2 separate regions of the Canis lupus genome follow, and region 2 is linked to region 1. A link is a contact called in public Hi-C data. All regions are on one chromosome and are shown on one strand. Each heading gives the region's core, a stretch centred on a gene start, on an enhancer-like site or on the middle of the called end of the contact. The rest is flanking DNA. Distances are from core to core; before and after follow the strand shown. Region 1 overlaps BCOR (BCL-6 corepressor). Region 2 overlaps BCOR (BCL-6 corepressor).

Region 1 (5,317 bases), core at 1,743-4,242:
CCCAGCTTAAGCGCCTTCAATGGTGCCTTGCTGGACCAGATGCTCCTGCAGATAAACCTGGACGACCCGTCCCGCCCTGGCTGCTTACCTAGCAAGGGGCCTCCGGCTCCTATTTTACCGGGCTGGGGGCAGTGAGTGGGAACCACGGAGTGGGGAGCAGGGTGGGGGAGAACCACCAACTCTTCCCTTGGGGACCCGGCAGGCTGGCTTTCCTCTCCAGCCAGTCTGTATCCAGCTTCCTTCCTCCACTCCCGGGGGTCATCAGCGGAAACGCATCACAGGGAGCCCAAGCCCCTTCGAGGGCACCACCTGGGGACTGGTGGGATCAGGAAGGCTCCACCAGCCCCTCCCTCAGGGCAGAAAGGGAGTACCGCCCAGCAAATGGAAGTGCGGCGCTCATTGGTCTCTGAAAATCTCTGAGGCCCCCCGCAAAGTCGGGCGCAGAGGTGAGTGGCGCGGGTGGTTGCCTCGGGAAGGTCAGCCAGGAGCAAAGCTGGGGGCCAGCGCAAGGCTGGGGATTCCACTTGGCCTAATGCATGGCACTTTTTTACCCTCTCCCATTCCCCCTCCGGCCCACTCTGCTCTGCTCTCGCCCGGAGGGGGCCCCTCCCGGTCTCTGCGACCCCAGTGCGTTAGCAGCCGCGCAACCCCTGGCTGGGAGTGCGGGGGGAGGGGGGCGCAGGGTGGTTTGTGTTGCGAGGCCTGACAGAACCTTCTGTGTGCGGCGGAGGGAGGAGGCTAATGCATAATGCACAGCGCCTGGAAGCCCGGCCATTAGCGGCCTGTCGGTGACACAGACAAACGACTGAGAGAGAGGGAGGAGATCCAGCTCGCTCTGGAGTTTAAATATACCAGCGTGGAGGGGAAACGCCATGATTTAAAAGTGTGTGTTTGCAGACACTCGCATATATTTTAATGATTTCCAGCAGGCCGTGCATCCCAGTCTTGCATCCCCCTCCCCAAAAGGGGGATGTATATGGGGAGGAGGAATGAAGGCAGAGTGAGAGGCCTCAACCCAAGACCCACCGCCGGCTTTTGAGACAAGAAGGGAAGGAGAAATTGGTAAACGCAGCACCAAGAAAGCAAGGCCTAGGGAAAGCCACAAGCCCAAGGCCATCCCCAGAATTTTTTTTTTTTTAATCTGGCCATCGAAGCCTTCCATCCCAGACTGGACCCTCTTCGTAGTACTAGAAAGGCTTGGGAGAAAGAATAAATCCTGTCACCCTTGTCCCCCCTCCCAAGCGCCCACATTTTGAATCTTCCTTTTCCACTGACAATCCAGAGACCTCCTTCCTCCCCGTTTAACACACCAGTGTTTTTTAGCAATTAAGGCGAGAAGGGGGTGGGGATAAAGATAAGCCAATTTTTTTTCCGCCATGCAAGTGTGAAAGATAAGATAACGCTAAGCTGGGGCAAAGCGGCTGCTTACAACCTCCCCTCAGCGATTTTGATCGGTCACTTCTTATCTCGCAAAAATGCTCCTTTCGAAAACTGCATCAAAAAAAAAAAAAAGGCAAGAAAGAAAAAGGCCGAGGGAAAGCATTTTCATTTGGAAGTGACATTTAAAACCCACCTCCTCTACACCAGCAACCCCTTCTTGATCCGTGGGGCTCCCCAGGAAAAGTCGCACCTTGACTACAGGGTTTCAGGCTTTCTCGTGAGGGGGGGCAGGATTACTAGTGTAATTAGGTTGAATAAAACCAAGGATGCGTGAGTTGGATTTATCCTGCATCCAACCCCAAGCTTGCAGCCGGGTTTTCTTCTCTTAGTTGCTGACCAGTGTTTGTGTTTCTCCATCGCGTTCGCGTGTTGAAACTAAACAGCTAGTTATATTTGGGAGGGTCATATAACTATGTCAACACTACGTGGTTGTTAATGCGAAATAATAAGAAACTCTGCTGGTTTTTGCAGGCCCCTGTAAAGGAAGGAAAAGGTATCATGCACCCCAGAACCCGAGAACTCTCAGCCCCACCGCACTCTCTGGGAGTTTGATAAAAATCCTCCCCACCCACCCTCCCGCACAAATATATTAAAAAGGGGTTTTCGGAAGATTTCGTATTTGTTTAGGGAGGTTTCGGTATTGAACTCCAAGCCCGGGGGGGGGGGGTGGCCTGTAAACTGCCCCTCTCCCCATCCAGGGCACGGGCTCCAGATCGCCAACATCAGGGCGGGCGCCCCAGGCCGAGTGGCTGAGCCTCCGTGCCCACCTCCGGCTTAGAGCTCCAAGGCTCCAGCCACTTCACCCCCCATCCCGGGTTCGCGCCTCGGCGCTGGATGCACACGGAGTCTGCCCCCTCCGGGCCAGGCTGCGCGACCTAAAGCCCGGGGCCGGCCGCGGCCGGATTGTCCCCCGGGGAGCCGAAACCGCCGAGCGGGGAAACCCCTCCTCTCGCCCTTCCCCGAAAAGCCTGGCCGCGGCGTAGGCGCCGAGCTGAGCGGGCATCCGCTGACAGCCGGGCCTCACGTAAGGCCTACACGCGTCCCATTAGTCAGCCTGAGTTCCCCTCGGGCGAGCCGTCTGGCGCGGCCCCAAGGCCGGGCGCGGGCGGGGAGGGGTGCGGGGCCGCAGCGAGCCGGGACCGGGGCGGGGGCGCGGGCTCTGCGGGACCCGACCGGGCTCGGTTCCGCGTTCCTGGGCCCGCGGGTAAGCTGAGCCGCCGGGGCAGGCCGCTCCCTAGCTGGCGCCGAGGCGCCGAGCTGCGCTTCACGTGCCCGCCATATCAGCGGCGGCGGCGGCGGCGGCGGCGGCGAGGAGAGGGGGCAGGGAGGCGCGCCGCAGCTCCCGCGGGGTCCCCGGCCCCCGCCTCCCCCTCCGCGCTGGGGGCTGGGCCGGGACCACTCCGCAGCCCCCGTCCCCGCTCCCGACAGGGAGCGGGGCTGCCAGATGCCAGGAGGCTGCTAGGGCGCTGCTCCGAAAGCTGCGCGGAGGCTGCAGCCAGGGGAGGGTGCTCCTCGCGGCCGCCCCGGGAACTTCCCAGCCGCCCCGCCGCCGCCGCCGCCGCCGCTGCCGCCGCCGCAGTCACCGGGACCGGAAGCCCTTGCGCCGCCCCGAGCGGCCTCTGCTGGCCCCCAGGGTTGTTCCAGACGAGGGCTGGCCGCGCGTCACCCAACATCCCTCCTGGCCCCAGGCGGCCTCCCTCGCCCCGGGACATCCCCAATTAAGCCCGGAGGACCCTTCTCGCGGTCCAGTGAGACCTCCTTCGGTGGCCGCCGTAAGAGCCACCCCCCACCCCGCCCCGCCCCCAGTCCCAGCCTCGCAGCTGGGACGGGAGGGGCACGGAGCCGCCACTCCGGCCGGGCAGGAACACCTGCTCCCGGGGCCCTGCAGCTGGGCGCGTGGTGCCGGGAGAGGCTGCCTACTGTTGTGTGCAGAGATCGCGGAGAACACGGGGCTCCGAAGCTCTGGGCCAGGCGCAGCCGCGTCTCGGCCGCCCCCATCTCCCACCCCTTCTGTGCGACCAAGCTCGAAGCCTGGGGACTCGGGGCTCCTGGGGGATCGAAGGGCCGCCACCCCTGGGATCCGACTTCTGTCCTTAAGAGGTCGTTCGCGAAACAGATGGGGCAAGACCTGTTTTGGGAGCCTTCCCGGTGTCCGCCCCCGCTCTCCAAACCAGACACACTCATCTCCCCTCGGCCCGGACTCTAGCCTTCGGCGGGGGACGAGAGTAGGTCATGGCGGCACTGGCACCTCCTCCACCACTCCCCCCCCCCGCCCCGAAGGGACTGGTATGGGGTTCAGACTTTGCCACTCCGCGTGGGGAGGGTGGATGGACCCTCCGCATCTTCTCCGTGCCCCGAGGAGATCGGGCGGCCCAGATGACCCGCGCTGCTTGCCCTGCCTCACCCCCCCTCCCCCGTTCCGCCCTCCCCGGGCTCCTGGCCCAGGGCCCGGCCGGGGAAGGCGTTGTTTTGCCAGCGGGGGCCGAGCGAGTGCGCAGAGAAAAGCCTCCCTGCTCTAATGAGAGTGCACACAGCGCTGCAGCGAGGAGGATGATTACCCGGCGGGCGGGGGGGCGCAGGCCCGGGCCGCGGGCGGCGTGTGCGGCGGCCCCGCGGGCCCGGAGTCCCCGCCTGTCTGGCTGCTAATCGCACGCTTTCTGCTGTTACGGAGGCAGGCGGGAGCCGGCGGCCGAGCCCAGCGCCGGCGACTCGGCGGGTGACACGGAAACATGGCGCAGCGCCCCTCCCCCGCCCGCCCTCCCCGCGCTCCCGCCTCCCGCCTCGCACTTCCTCCCGCCCGCGCGGCTTTTGCAGTTCTAATGCTCTGCTGTCGGCCCGGCACCATTACGCTAGCAGCCGCTTCTCGGCGGCCCCGCGCGTCTCTTTCCCCTTTGTTTTCCAGGTCTATAGAAAACGTTTGCTTTTGTCCCGAGCTCTCGTTAAACCAAACTTGTGGTGGCAACGGAAGGCGGTGCGGGCGGGGAGGGGCCCGGGGATTTTGGCAGCAGCCGACCAGAGCGTGGTGGAAACTTCTCTCGCTGGGTTCCCCGCCACCCCGCCTTCCCCCCTCCCCCCTCCCCTCACACACACAGGCCAGCCGGCCTGCCGACGCTTCCCCCTTTTCCCCCGAGAGGCCTCGGCGCTCCAGGAAGGAGATCTGGGCCAGAGGGGCTGTGACCAGGGGTGAAGAGCCTAGGGTGCGTGCCTGTGAGCTCCGAGTCTTGGGGCACGCGGTAACCTCGATCCTTGCAGCCCTGACTGTCCTCTCTCCCTCCCTTTGGTCATTCGGGGCTTTGTATCAGCTGGTGGAAAAGGAAGGGGAGGGAAGAGAAGAAAGTGGTTTGTGTGTGGCTTTTCTATTAAGGGTTTGTTGGAATCTCTCACCCCCAACTGTACAGGCTCCTTTATAGGATCTAGGGCGAGAAGGAGGGGGGATAAGCGGGGGCTCCACAGGGGGTAAGGGTCAGGAACCTAGACCTGGGAACTGGATCTTACTCTACTGGCCGACTCCGCCACATGGCCCGCTTGAAGGGTGGGGCGACCCTGCAGAGTCGTGGACGGTTGGGCCGGGTCCCTGGATCCAGGAAACGCCAGACCTCCCTCCCCTGGGCAAGAGCGCAGGTCCCCCCTGGCGTGCTCCCCAGCCCAGCGCGCACGCCTTGGCTCTCCGCACCGGAGCTGCTCAGGCGGCAATTTTTTAAGCCTGCAATTAAGCGAGGCGTCGCCGTGTCCTCTGCTAGTGTCGATCCTGTCAGTCGCACATGGCCTTGGTGCTCCGGTCCGAGGCCCCGCGATTAGTCACAGGCTCGCTTCACTCCTTCCCTAATCCGCCTCTGCAGGCAGCCTGGGGACGCGGCCGACTTGGCGGCGCTGGCAG
Region 2 (5,317 bases), core at 1,666-4,165, 40 kb after region 1:
GCCCTCGCCCGGCCCCTCCCGCGGGCTCTCGGAGCGCGCCTGGTGTTTACACACTGTCCTTCCGACACGGGATCAAGTTTCAGGACGCGCTGGAGGCGCCGGGGGCCGGCCACAGGCCCGGGAGAGGGGAAGAGCTGGAGCGGGATCTAAGGCAGCAATGCGCGGACAAGGCCCGGCTCGCGTGGGCACTGCTAGTGCTGCGGTCCCCCCGGGGGCGGGGTGAGGGGAAGTCCGCCGGGCAGGGTGGGGCCGCGGGGCGCTATCTGCAGCGAGAGGCATCTTCGAGTCGCTAGAGTGGAGAGCTTTGCCCACTCTGGCCGGAGGGCTCACCCCTGGGAGGGAAAGGGCTGCTAAGAACCCCAGCGCAAGGACTGCCCTGAGCGCCCCTCGCGAGCTCTTCCCCCAGTCCCTTTGATATACTACCCGATCCAGGCCATTGTTGGGGAGGAGGGGGCGGTCTGCGGGCTAGACGAGGCTCGCGCGCTTGGAGACCTCGAGCTTCCCAGCGCGCCCTGGCCCCAGGGCTGCGGAGGCCTCCGGCCGAGTGCCCGAGGGCTCGCCGCTGCGCGCCTCCTCTGAGCTGGCAGCGCGCGGGTGCCCCACGCTGTCAGGCGGCGGTGGGTGAGTTCCAGCAGCACAGGCACACTGTAAACAGCTGCGTGCGCGCCCTCCCAGCCCGGGCTGGGAACCTCACCCAAACACCATGTCGCCTTCTCTCTGGCTCCGGGCGGAGGCTAGGGGAACTGGCCCGCGGGGGGCGCGGCTTTTGTAGAGGGGCCTGGGGACAGAGGGCCCCCACCCCATCCCCGGGCCGCCCGGCCCGGGAGCGAGCGTTCTGAACCTGCAGGGGTGCGGGGTGCTGCGGGGAGGGGAAGGAGTCAGCGCCTGCCCCCTCCCCACTGAATGTCTGCTTTGTTCCGGAAAACAAGGGAAGCATTAGGCTGCTGCCCCCGGGGAAACACAAAACTTCTTTTTGAATCTCGGGAAGGGCGGTTGACTGCGCTACGGGGCTCCCGAGACAGACCGAGGAGGGGAAAAGCTGAGAGGGCGGGCGGAGACTGGGAGACTCCGGAGAGAGGACGACGGAAAGAACGGGGGGGGGGGGGCGGGGGGAGCCGCTCAGGGTGACTGGGCGGGAGACCCGGGAACCCGACTCGGCGCGAAGGTGCCGCGCGAGTTCCAGCGAGCAGCCGGCCCGGCCAAGTGGCGCCGGCCCAGCCGGCGGCCGTGCCAGTTTCCTGCCCTGCCCAGGACCGCGGAGCAGTCGGGGACGCCGCCGCAGGCTGGCCCGGAATCGCAGGACAGCGGGGGTGGGGGTGGGTGCGCGAAGCCACAAGTAAACCTCCGACTAGAACTTTCTGCACACACACACACACATACACACACACCCCAGAGTGGGCCGGGACCCCGGGCCTGTGGGGCGTCAGCTTCAGGCTTTACACCTTGGAGGAGGGAGGGGGTGAAGGACCGGGGAACTCCCTCGCGGAAGGTGGGGGACAGTCTGAGGTGTCTTTGGTGTCATTTGATGACCGCTAATCCGATCGGCTCCCAGGCCCTCTGTGCCGCTCCGAGGGGGTGGGTCAGTTCTGCCCCGGCCGGTAGCGTCGTGCAGGGGGACGAGCCAAAGCAAACCTGGAGCTCACTCACTCTCCAGCTCCCTGTCCTCCGGCCACCACCCTTCACTTCACCTTCCCGCATCTAAGGAAGGGGAGGGCAACCAGGCCCTGCCCCCCACCCCGCGGGGCGCTCCCCTCCGCCTGGGAAGCTCAGACTGAGAGCGAGGGTTTTCCCCCTTTCCCCTGGGCTCTCTGGGTTTCTAACTTCCTCTAAACCTCCCTCCTCGCTCCGAAAAGCCCCGAGGAGAGGAGCCGAGAGGAAGCACGCCGCGAGTGTGCGAAATGAAGAACATGTGTGGGGACGGCGGCATCAGAGTGCAGCCGCCGGGGGGTGAGGGGTGGCGAAGGCCCCCGCGCAGCCGGAGGCTCGGGGCGGCAGCAGCCAGCGCCTCTGCTCGGCGTTGGGGACGCGGAGCCGCAGCGAGAAGCGGCGAAGAGGCTGGGCTGGCCTCGTGGCGGGCGGCGGGGGGGGGGTTGCGGGGGCTGCCGCGCCGTGGGGGGTGGGGGGCGGGGACGCAGCCCCGGCTTCCTGGGCCGCAGCTGCGACCGAGGGCGCAAGAGCAGATCGTGCTCGGCGGCGGCGGCGGGCGGCGGCGGCGGCGGCGGCTCGGGCCCGCCGCGCTCGCAGCTGAGAATCAACAAAGGGAGCCGGCAGGCGAGCGGGGGAGGGGCGCCGCCGAGCGTTCGCTGGCTGCTGTGGAATAATAAAAAATAATTAATAATGATAATAAGAGAAAAATCCCCGGGCTTTCATGGCTCTAGGTTTCCGTGTGGCTGCAGCGGGAAGCGCGCTGTCCTTGAGGCGGCCTCTCTCGCCTGGTCTCCCCGCCCCTCCCCCTCCCTCGCCCCCTCCCCTCCCCGGGAACCGGGAAGAGAAAGGTCTGCAGCTGACAAATATTATCCATTCTCCCCATCGATCGCGGAGTGTACAGATGTGAGCGCTTGATGTGCCCGCGGAGCGGCGGATCCTCCCTGCTCGCTCGCTCTCGCCCAGGCTCCGCTCACCGCCCCCCTCCTCCCCCTTTGTTCTCCTCCCCTTTCCCTCTCTTTAAATAGATTTCAGGGCGCTGCCTGTTGGAGAGCAGCTGGCGATCTCTCCCGAGAGAGGGAGCGAGCGCAGCCCGAGGTGCCCTGTCACCAGCTTCCCCTCCCCCACCTCGCCTTCCCAGTGCGGGCCCACCCCCCGTCCCCACCTTTCTCCAGTTTCCAAAACAGAAAACACCGGGAACACCCACGTCCACTGCACCGCGAGTCTCTCGGAGCCTTTGGACCCCTCGCGCTGTCCCTGTGCTGTTCCTGTCTTGGCGTCTTTCTGTGCGGGGAAGGGAGGGGGCGCAGGGAGGGGACCCAGGGACGTGCCGGAAGAGCTGAGGGTCGGGATCTTTCCCCGGCAGCAGCGGGGACGCAGCCCCGGTCACGCTGAGGGGAGACAGTTTATCCATTAGGGAAAGTCGGCGGAGGCGGCCCTTTTATTCCTCTTTTGCAGATGGCAGATTAAGCCGACAGCGTCCGGCCTCAAAGGGGCCGGCAGCTCGGCGAAGGGTTAACCCGTCAACCGGTGATCGCGGGCGGGCGGGCGCGCGCGCGCGCGCACACACACACACACACACACACACACCGCGCGCGCGCGGCGCGCCCTCCCCGCCCGCCCGGGCGCCCGCCACAGCCCGCAGTGCGCCCGGGGCTTGGGGGGGGCACTTGGGGGGGAGGGGTGGGGCGGGCTTAACCAGGCCGCTCGACTGAGCCGAGGCCACCTCGCCGTCTGTCACTTAAATGATTGTCCTCCGCTCTGCTCGGTGCGGTCAGTACGGGCTGTTAACAGGCAGTTGCAATCAGTTTCCGAAAGGTCAGCCAAGGTCCTCCGGCTCTCGCAGACGGAAGGCATTACGAAACCGCTTTTGTATCTGCAGGCACTTTAGAAAAAGAGGCGAGGAGGGGCGCACCGCAGCGTCGCGGTGCAGCGAGCCCCGAGAGCGAGGGGCGGAGGCCGCAGGGCGGGGGGGGGGTGTCTCCCCCCCCCGCGGCCTGCACCCGCGTTGGGAAACCAACCGGCGGGTGACCCAGGCCCTCCCGATTTCGATGGGGAAGCAGGAAAGAATGGGGAGTGGGTGGGCAGGCGGCAAGGGAAGGAGGAATGGGAGGAAGCGGGAGAGGCGTCCTGGCTCCCCTCCTCGCCCGGCCTGCGGCCCACACCAGGACCCGGACGAGGGCCGGCGGCCTTGGGTGCGGCAGGACCCCGCTCGGACTCTCAAGTCCTCCTGACGCCGGCAAGTGGGCGAGGGACGGTTGTGGGGGCAGGGGAAAGAGAGACCCTCGCAGAGCAAGCGAGTCCCCGCACCGTGTCTGAAGACGCTGCTGCTGCCGCCGCTAGAAGTCGTCCATCAGCAACCAGTCCAACCTGCCAGTGATAATGTGCGATCAACACCAAATCACCCCCGCCAGGCGCGATCCATCATCGCTGCGCGCCGCGGGCCCGCGTGAGGCTGACTTGGGGCTGGGGGCGGGGGGGGGGGGCTGCGGAGCAGGAAGCGGTCGCCCAGCGCATTGGGATTGCCGGCGCACCTAGCCGCCCCTCTCCGAGGCCTGCAGAACTCTCCAAGTTCCCCCGCCGCAAAGCGCAGACCGAGTTCCTGGCGCAGGTCACTTAAGGAGCCCTTGCATCCTCGGTGCCCTACCACCTGGGTCACACCCTACAAAGCCATCCCGTCCTCGGAACTGCCCTGCCGGTCCCTTCCCCCTCCTCCGAGAAAGCCTGGCTGGCGGGAAATTAATATTTAATATCGTGAAATTGATTAAAGGGCTGGAAGCCGACGATGGGGTGGGGGGAAGGGTAGGGGCGTAATTAAAGATCTGAGAGTCGTGGCCGTTCCTCGTCTGCCCCAGCCGCATGCGGCCTTTGTGAGGCTGAGGCGGGGTCGCATCGGGCTGAGTCTGGCGGTTCCAGGGCCCTGGTGCCCGCAGCCTAGGTTCTGGCAGGTGATGGATGGCAGAGGGCAGGGGTGGCACCGCGAGGTCCTGACTGGCCCGGAGATGGCGAGTAACCTCAGCGCACGTGGAGCTGTACCGAGAGCAGTGCCTCCTTTGCCTGCCGGCTCAGTGGGCTCATCTGGGCCGCAGGAGCCCGAGGGTGGGATGCTGCACTTCCTCACTGCTGGTAGGGCGCAGAAGCGCCTTAGATGCCAAGGGAGACCTCTAGGGCGCGACCCCCCTGAGACGCCAAGGTCCCCAGCGCAGCTTCACAGCTTCACACTGGGCTCTGAGGCCACCTCCCCAACCCCTCACGGGGGGTCTTCCAGGCCTCTCACACAGCCGTTCGAAAGAAGAGTCAGGTTCACCCAGTTCTGTAACTGCGGGATCCTGAGACCCAGGCTGCCGGGCGCTGCCGCTGGTTCTTTCTCATCCAGGCCCCACCCCAGGCCGCTCACACTTGGGGCAGCTTAACTCGTTCAGCTGCACTGCAGATGGGGCCTGCCGCTCCAGGCGGCGGTCTCCTGGGAGTCGTCACCAAACCTGCTCGGTGGGCCGCCTGTCGTGCCTTTTATGGTTACTGCGCCTCCCAGGAGGGGCATGGGGCTGGACAGGGCTGGAGGTGAGTGCGCCCTGGCCATCGGAGCTGGTGTTACCAGAGGAATTCTGTGGGCACGTGGTCAGCGGTAACCCGTTGGCGCTGGCTGCGGTTTCCAAAGCAAAGGGATGGCTCC

Evidence for each region. A called contact is a pair of places that touch in the nucleus more often than the background predicts.
Region 2: a Hi-C map of skin fibroblasts shows a contact between it and region 1, with 2.0 times the contacts expected there. The contact joins two enhancer-like sites. A contact is called at or near these places in 2 of 9 Hi-C or Micro-C datasets (blood and skin fibroblasts).

The regions. Positions count from the first base shown.
Region 1 is chrX:34,813,244-34,818,560 of UU_Cfam_GSD_1.0, forward strand. The region is part of intron 1 of BCOR (BCL-6 corepressor); the gene reads right to left. Among named protein-coding and RNA genes, the nearest start is that of BCOR, 63 kb to the right of the region's middle. Within about 2 kb of position 2,993, at least 6 of the 20 cell types and tissues checked have an H3K27ac peak or open chromatin away from gene starts, as enhancers often do.
Region 2 is chrX:34,853,321-34,858,637 of UU_Cfam_GSD_1.0, forward strand. The region is part of intron 1 of BCOR (BCL-6 corepressor); the gene reads right to left. Among named protein-coding and RNA genes, the nearest start is that of BCOR, 23 kb to the right of the region's middle. Within about 2 kb of position 2,916, at least 3 of the 20 cell types and tissues checked have an H3K27ac peak or open chromatin away from gene starts, as enhancers often do.